Linked DNA regions of Mus musculus: region 2 is linked to region 1. The links are chromatin contacts, called in public HiChIP or PLAC-seq maps. All regions are on one chromosome and are shown on one strand. The core of a region is the stretch at or near the end of the contact, and the rest is flanking DNA. Distances in the headings are between cores, read along the strand shown. Region 1 overlaps Gm33945 (a long non-coding RNA gene). Region 2 has its middle 31 kb from the start of Platr6.

What was found. HiChIP or PLAC-seq counts read pairs in DNA pulled down with a chosen protein or histone mark.
Region 2: a contact with region 1 is called in an H3K4me3 HiChIP or PLAC-seq map of bone marrow-derived macrophages, with 7 times the contacts expected there. The contact joins two enhancer-like sites. A contact is called at or near these places in 4 of 115 datasets of contacts at active chromatin or transcription factors (bone marrow-derived macrophages, embryonic stem cells and large pre-B cells).

Annotation. Positions count from the first base shown.
Region 1 is chr10:21,564,528-21,567,833 of GRCm38.p6, forward strand. It overlaps Gm33945 (a long non-coding RNA gene), which reads right to left. Exons shown (of 5, transcript XR_871483.2): 3 at 25-135. Among named protein-coding and RNA genes, the nearest start is that of Gm33892, 5.4 kb to the right of the region's middle. Within about 2 kb of position 1,459, at least 27 of the 459 cell types and tissues checked have an H3K27ac peak or open chromatin away from gene starts, as enhancers often do. A contact at or near this core is called in bone marrow-derived macrophages, where this site is marked.
Region 2 is chr10:21,825,719-21,829,024 of GRCm38.p6, forward strand. No RefSeq gene overlaps it. Among named protein-coding and RNA genes, the nearest start is that of Platr6, 31 kb to the right of the region's middle. Within about 2 kb of position 1,618, at least 88 of the 459 cell types and tissues checked have an H3K27ac peak or open chromatin away from gene starts, as enhancers often do. A contact at or near this core is called in bone marrow-derived macrophages, where this site is marked.

The DNA.
Region 1 (3,306 bases), core at 209-2,708:
AAATCTTAAGGGAGGAAAACCTACCTAGACAAATGAAGGAAAGTCTCGGGAAATACTCCATTCGAAGTTTCTACATCAGGGAAGCTGCCATCTTACACTGGAACGAAGCACTCCCCAGGGCTTGCCGAGTGTGTGCTTTTTAGTGGGAAGGAAGAACCAAGAATGTTATAGGAAAAGAACAATTCAGGTTTCTTTTTTCAGTGATCATAGGCAGTGATAAGAAACTACTAAAAGCCCTCCAAGACAGAGGGGCTGGAAGCAACTGCTAGGCTAGACAGGAACACACCTGTATAGAAGTCGGGTCAGTGTCCTTGGTCTTGGCTCAAACACAATTTTCATCGTGGGCTTAAATAAGCTCTCAGGCTGGAGAAATGGCTTGGCAGATGAGAGCTTGCTACACAAGCATGAGGACTGGAGGTGCGATCCCCAGAACCTAGCTGATGCTTAGTGGGTGTGCTGGCCCACCTGTAGGTCCAGCCTTGGGAAGCAGAGGATGGAGATGCCCAGAGCAGGGCAGTCCTCTAGTAAGGCCAGTATGTTTCTGAGTTCTGGCTTTGGCTCATCGAATGCAGTGTGGAGTGATAAAGGCTAGTTCCTGACATTAGTGCTCTGTGTACATATGCAAGCTCACATGCACATACATGAAAAGGGGTTCTTGAGAGTAGCTGTAAAGTATAATACATGTATTTTATGAAATCCATAGACATCAACTGAGCTGGTATATTTGTTTTATTAAACTGAATGTGTATGTATGTTTGTGTGTGTTCACGCATGTCTTTGTGTATGTATGTAGAGACCAAAGGACAACCTCTGGTGTCATTCTGAGGAAACCATCTACGTCCTTTGAGACAAGGTCTTTCAGAGTCTACACTGGCTGGTCCGTGACCCCCGAGGATCCTCCTGAGAGGATTCTGCCTCCCCGGCACTGGGATGACAAATTTTAATTAGTTATTTTTACATAGTTTCAGCGCTAAACATTTGTCCTGTGAGGTAAGCATTGCACTGGCTGACCTATATCTCCAGCCTGCTGTATTTGGATTTTATCACTGAGTGTTAATCATACGGTGTGGTGGTACACACCCACAATCCCAGCACTGAGTAGGTGGAGATAAGAGAATCAGGAGTTCAAGGCCAGCCTGAATTACATAAATGAGTAAGAAGTTAGCCTGGCTCATCTTCCAAACAAACAAATATCAATGCACTAAAATGTTGGGTGGTTTTTGCTTTACATACTGCAGATAGCCTGATGACACAGACTTCATTTCCTTCCGTGGATATATTTAGAAAGCCAGTCTGAAGAGCACTTGCACTCAGCAGGGAGCCCATCAAATCCCATCCTGCCAGTCAGGCGGATGAATGCAGGGTCTCCCGTTAGCCCCAGAGGTTCTAGAGCTACATGTTCTGTTAAAGCCCTCCCAATTGTTTTTCACATGGAGTTAGCATGAAGATAGAACTGAAAGAGAAACCAAAGCTTAGAATTAACAGAAACCATCCACTAACTGCACAAGACCCTTGGGAAATCACAACAGCTGCAGAGGTACAAAATTTAACCAAAACAAATTTATCTAATATAAAATATTTTTTCCTTTCTGCTTTTTGGGGTTACTAGTTTAGGATTTTTATTTTATGTAATTTATGAGAATAAGATAAAAACAGTGTTGTGACTAAAGTTCTCTCCAGTTCTCTCCCTCCCTGTCTCCTCTCCCTTCTCCATTTCCTTTCCCTCCCTGTGCCCTCTCCTACCCCTTTCTCTTCCTCTTTTCTTCTTTGGATTGCAAGTCATTTCATCTCAGCTTCCCTAAATGGATATTTTCATCTCAGCTTTATATACACTGACTTCAAATTATTGGCTGAAAAAAGTAGAGATATGGCAAGCTACAGATGCCTTCCTGAGTTGCCCTTTCCCTGCAATGTGGTTCTCCTTCATCCATTACACTACGTTATGTTATATACTACATATAGTTATACTATACAGTACAAGACAAATTCACCCACACTAATATTTCTCATTTGCTGAATTCCCTTTGAAAGTCATGGATGGTACACCTTGTGGCTTTAATGACTAGGCTTGGAACCTCAAACTCCTTACAGTTGTTTAATAAAATGTAATAGTCTAACGCATTTTAATGTAGGAAGTATGCAGATTGAGGAAAGAATCCTTAATTCTGATTTAGAATGTTCTTGCTCTTTTCCGCATTATCTTATTGTTGATGAAGACTTGGCAAGATGCTGAAGGGACAGACGGGTGATGTACAGAGCACACAGCAAAGTGTGCAGAGTGAGGCTTAAACATATTGAGAAGATGGGGATGGTTTCAAGGTCTGACTCTCAGTCCTGCGGGCGAGGACTCATTTCCACCACTATGCTTGGTTTACAAAGCTAGAAGAAGAGTCACCAAGCTTCCATCTTGTGGAGTTAGTTAGAAGGAACCCATTTCTGTGGAAAGAGAGCAGTGGTACCTTGTTTGGTTGGAGTGCTATCTCGCTGAGCTTGAGCACCTAAGAAGCCTGCAGCAGAAATTGAGTTATCTTGGATTCCGATGTACATGGACTGACTCACAGGGGAGACCCATACATTCTGTTTCTATATAGATGTCTGAGGATTACAAGTTTTGTTCTTTTTGCCAATTTCTGTAACTGTATCCACAAATACTGTAATTAACTATTTAATGTGTTCAGATAAAAGTACCTGGATAGGTACCAAGACTTAAAAACTATACTCAGTTAACAGTTTTCCAGGAAATAACTGGGACTCTTTGTTTTCTTGATACACCTCAACCACAGGATTAAATAATGTTTCAAAGTGATTCATAGATTTATTGTAATTTTCATGGCTACTAAGCAGTGTGGAAAGGTGACTTTTCTGCGGCTGTGTGTTCATAGTTATCACAGTGAGTACAGGTCTTGACAAACATAACCTATCTGTGGGGTCTCATTTACTTAAGGTAAACAAAATATTTCTACATAGGGGGGACCTTACAAAGAAGGATGATGGATATAGCTTCCAAAGACATAGCCTACAGACTTTTGAGTCACCACTTACAGAGCTACAATAGAAGCAAACTACACAAAGGTAAAAGAAAAGACTCCATCTTAAATTTCTATGGATTTTTATACTCCCCCAAACAAGATTTGTTCCTAGTCTAGCATGTATAAAAGTATTTGATACTAGCATCTTAAAAATTAAGGAGACTGGAAAAAAGAAGATGACGAGAAAAAATGTTTTCAATGCAGATCCTTTTCTTTTGTTGAAAACATACTTTTTTTCATACAATATATTTTGATTGTGGTTCCCCCTCCCTCAACT
Region 2 (3,306 bases), core at 368-2,867, 260 kb after region 1:
ACATTTGGAAGATCATTTCATGGTAAAAGGTTGCTGTGTGAATGAACCTATCTATTTAATTTTACATTAGGTTAGGGTCTATTTGGGGTCTTCTTCAGGCAAGTAACCCTCAGCAGAGGTTGGATTCCACACTGCATGTGCATGTATGATGTTGTACTAAATGGGAAGTCCAGTTGTCCGTGGGACACAAAAACAGACTGAAAAAGTAGCCTTTACCGCCTGCTCATCTTCTATGGCAGAACCAGTCAGTCCTTGACACAGATTGCATGAAAGTGGAGAGCTGGGCAATAATACTGGAGACCGGGTCCTATAAATTTCTCCCTTTTGTTAATTTCTTCATTCCTAATGTTGTGTCAGAAAGAGGAATAGTTCCTAAAACACGTCAGAAGTTTCTCTTTCTCTTCTTTGCCCCTCGGTGTTTCTCTCTGTTCACCTCCCCACAGAGGCTTGCTTCCAAACCGTACTTTACAAACGGACGTTCAACCACCCCAAAAGCTATTGTGTTGTTGAGAATAATTGCGCTGCACAGAATTAAATTATTTCACTATTGTAACAGGGGCTTAAAAGCTGGGATCGAATACCTCAAAGAGCCACCTAAAACTATTAGAGATTACATCATTCATCAAACTCTATTACCTACAATGCTGAGCAACAAAAATGAAGCCTTCCAGGTGTCATTTTTATAAAATAAAATTGAATTTATTTCCATTTTCTTGGTGAAATGGAAATTAGTTGTACAAATCAAAACAAGAGATGGTAATTTTGTCCTTAATTTTAAAAAAATACAAAATTAATCTAAAATTTTAGATAAAATTCTGTGTAGATGGTGTGGAGAAAATAAAGTGTGAAAACTATGAGAGATAAGTGAAAAGAAGTTACTAAATTTGGGACATGTATATATAAAATACATAAAATATGGTATTTATTAGTACTGCTGTTGCAATTCGCCCCTGCTCCTCTTCTTCCTCCTCCTCTTTCTCCTTGTTTCTTCCTCTCCCTCTTTCTTCTCCTCCTCCATGACCTCCTCCTCCTCCGCTTCCCCTCCCCTTCTCCTGCTCCTCCTCCTCCCCCTCCTCCTCCTCCTCCTCCTCCTCCTTCCTTTTTGAGACAGGGTCTTCCTGTGTAGGGCTGGTGGCAGAGCATGGAACTTGCTACCCTGGAACTCACAGAACCCACCTGCCTCTGCTTCCCAAGAACTGGGGTTTAAAAGGTTACATACACCACCACATCTGCAGCTCCAGGAAGACGTTGGAACTTTGTACCCTGAAGCTGGACTCAGCAGGTGCTGGCCTCCCCGGGTCTATTGTTTCTCCTGGAGAATAAGAGGTTGTAACAGATCAGCACTTGCAAGACAAAACAGGAACCTTGCAAGTTAAGGGTTCTGTTTGCGTCTAAGACAGTTAAGACTAAGTTTCTGTTTGCCCTGTGTTAAGTCCTTGCAAGTTAAAGTTTCTATTTGTAGTTGAAAGCAGTTCCTGTTTGTTGTATTAAATCCTAGTTAAAGTTCTTTTTTTTTTTTTTTTTTCCTTTTTTGTCCAGGATTAAGTCCTTGCAAGGTAAGGTTTCTATTTGTAATTAAGAATTAGTTCCTGTTTCTTAGAGCTGATGTAAACTGCTTGCAGCTGATATGATCCTTCCCCAGTCCTTCGCTTTTAGTGTGTCTTTCTAACAGTGTATAAGACCCACTCTCTTGCTCCTGGGAACACTTTATGTCCCTTGTTGGAGGGGCTTCGAGAGACCAGGAGGTGCTGCTCCCTCAAATTCCAACCCAGGGTAAGTCAGCTGGCTGGCCACTCCTAGGTGCACCCCAAACTAGAGCTTGATTAACTGGGCAGTTGTGGATCTGGCTTTGTCTCCTTGAGATTCTCAGGCTTAACATGTGGAGTTCCCCAGCCGTCTTCCCCTCTAACTTTCCCAACTTCTCCAGGAAACCCCTTGAGGCCGAACCCAACCCATGCTCTGAGGCAGAACAAGTTCCTTAAGTGACTCAGCTACTTGCAAATGGTGGCAAGAGGCAGGATGTCGGCATCCCTCTGGACTCTGTTTTTTTTTTTTTTTAAAGAGAAAAACTTCATTACATTTTAATCAAATAGGGATATTAATAAATGTTCATTAGGTGGGGTTGTTAGGGAAAATGTTCCATTTTAACCACCACTGGGGAGCACTCCTTTGCTCCCCAGTCACAAATGGTGGAATTTAGATCCTTTGCAACTCCTTAATATTTTGATTTTTATGATAATATGGCAACTTAAAAAGGTTTAAATTTAAATAACTATAAGTTTTTCAAAATTACTCCAAAAATTAAAGTGTGCTGTTCCAAAAAAAAAAAAAAGTCCTGAACTCAAGGTACAATTCCTAATCCCATCCATAATGCTATGTGTATGATAAATCATTAATAAATTCAATACAATAAAAGTAACATAGTGCCTGATATTTGGGAGACATGAGAGATTTTAAAAACATAGTTTGTGGTTGAATAAATAATACATAAGATGGAAAATTAAGCAAATCGAAGTAGCTCTCTCATATTCTTATTGCCTTTGCTTCTTTTCTAAAGGAGGTTTGTTAATGAACAGAAAGTAGCATAGCTAAGGAAAAAATAATAACTAAACAAGTGCATAATCTTCAGAGGGTAAGAATATGCATCACACACTATAAAAAGCTGGTAAGATACAATGAGGTATTTCAGTACATAAGGCAAATAGGCCTAATCTATATTTTTTCTAACCTAATTATAAAAACTAAGTGGGATCCAGGCCGGTGGCTCACACCTAGAATCCTATAATACACCTATAATGAGGGAGGCAGGAAAGGAGGGTCAGAAGCTCAGGGCAGCCTATGCTACATGGCAATTTGGAGGCCATCCTGGGCTGCGGAGAGCACATCTTTGAAAATATGTTCCCTTACAAGTAGGCTACAATACATAGGGATTCTCCAACAAACATTTATTGATCACACATGCAGAGCTAAGTGCAAAACCAGGGACTGGCGATCAATACGGCAGGCATGCTTCAGCCTGAGGAAGCTTTGTTCAGATAATGTTGTACAAAAGCCGATTATGAAAGAGAGAAGATTCCGCCTAGGGTAGAAAGTAAGGCCGTGCTTCAAGGAGGGCTGGGGGCAGAGCTGCTCTGTGTTGGACAAGAATGGGGAGCTCAGGGCCCTGTCCGCCCCTGTTCCTTCTGTCCTATGGGACTCTATTCAGCAAGTTCAAAAGCAGCGACTTTGTAAGCTTGACTGCATCACCTAGTGTCTGCTGGAAGGGAGGAGGGCCAGACTCTACCAAGCCTAGAAAAACATTTCCCA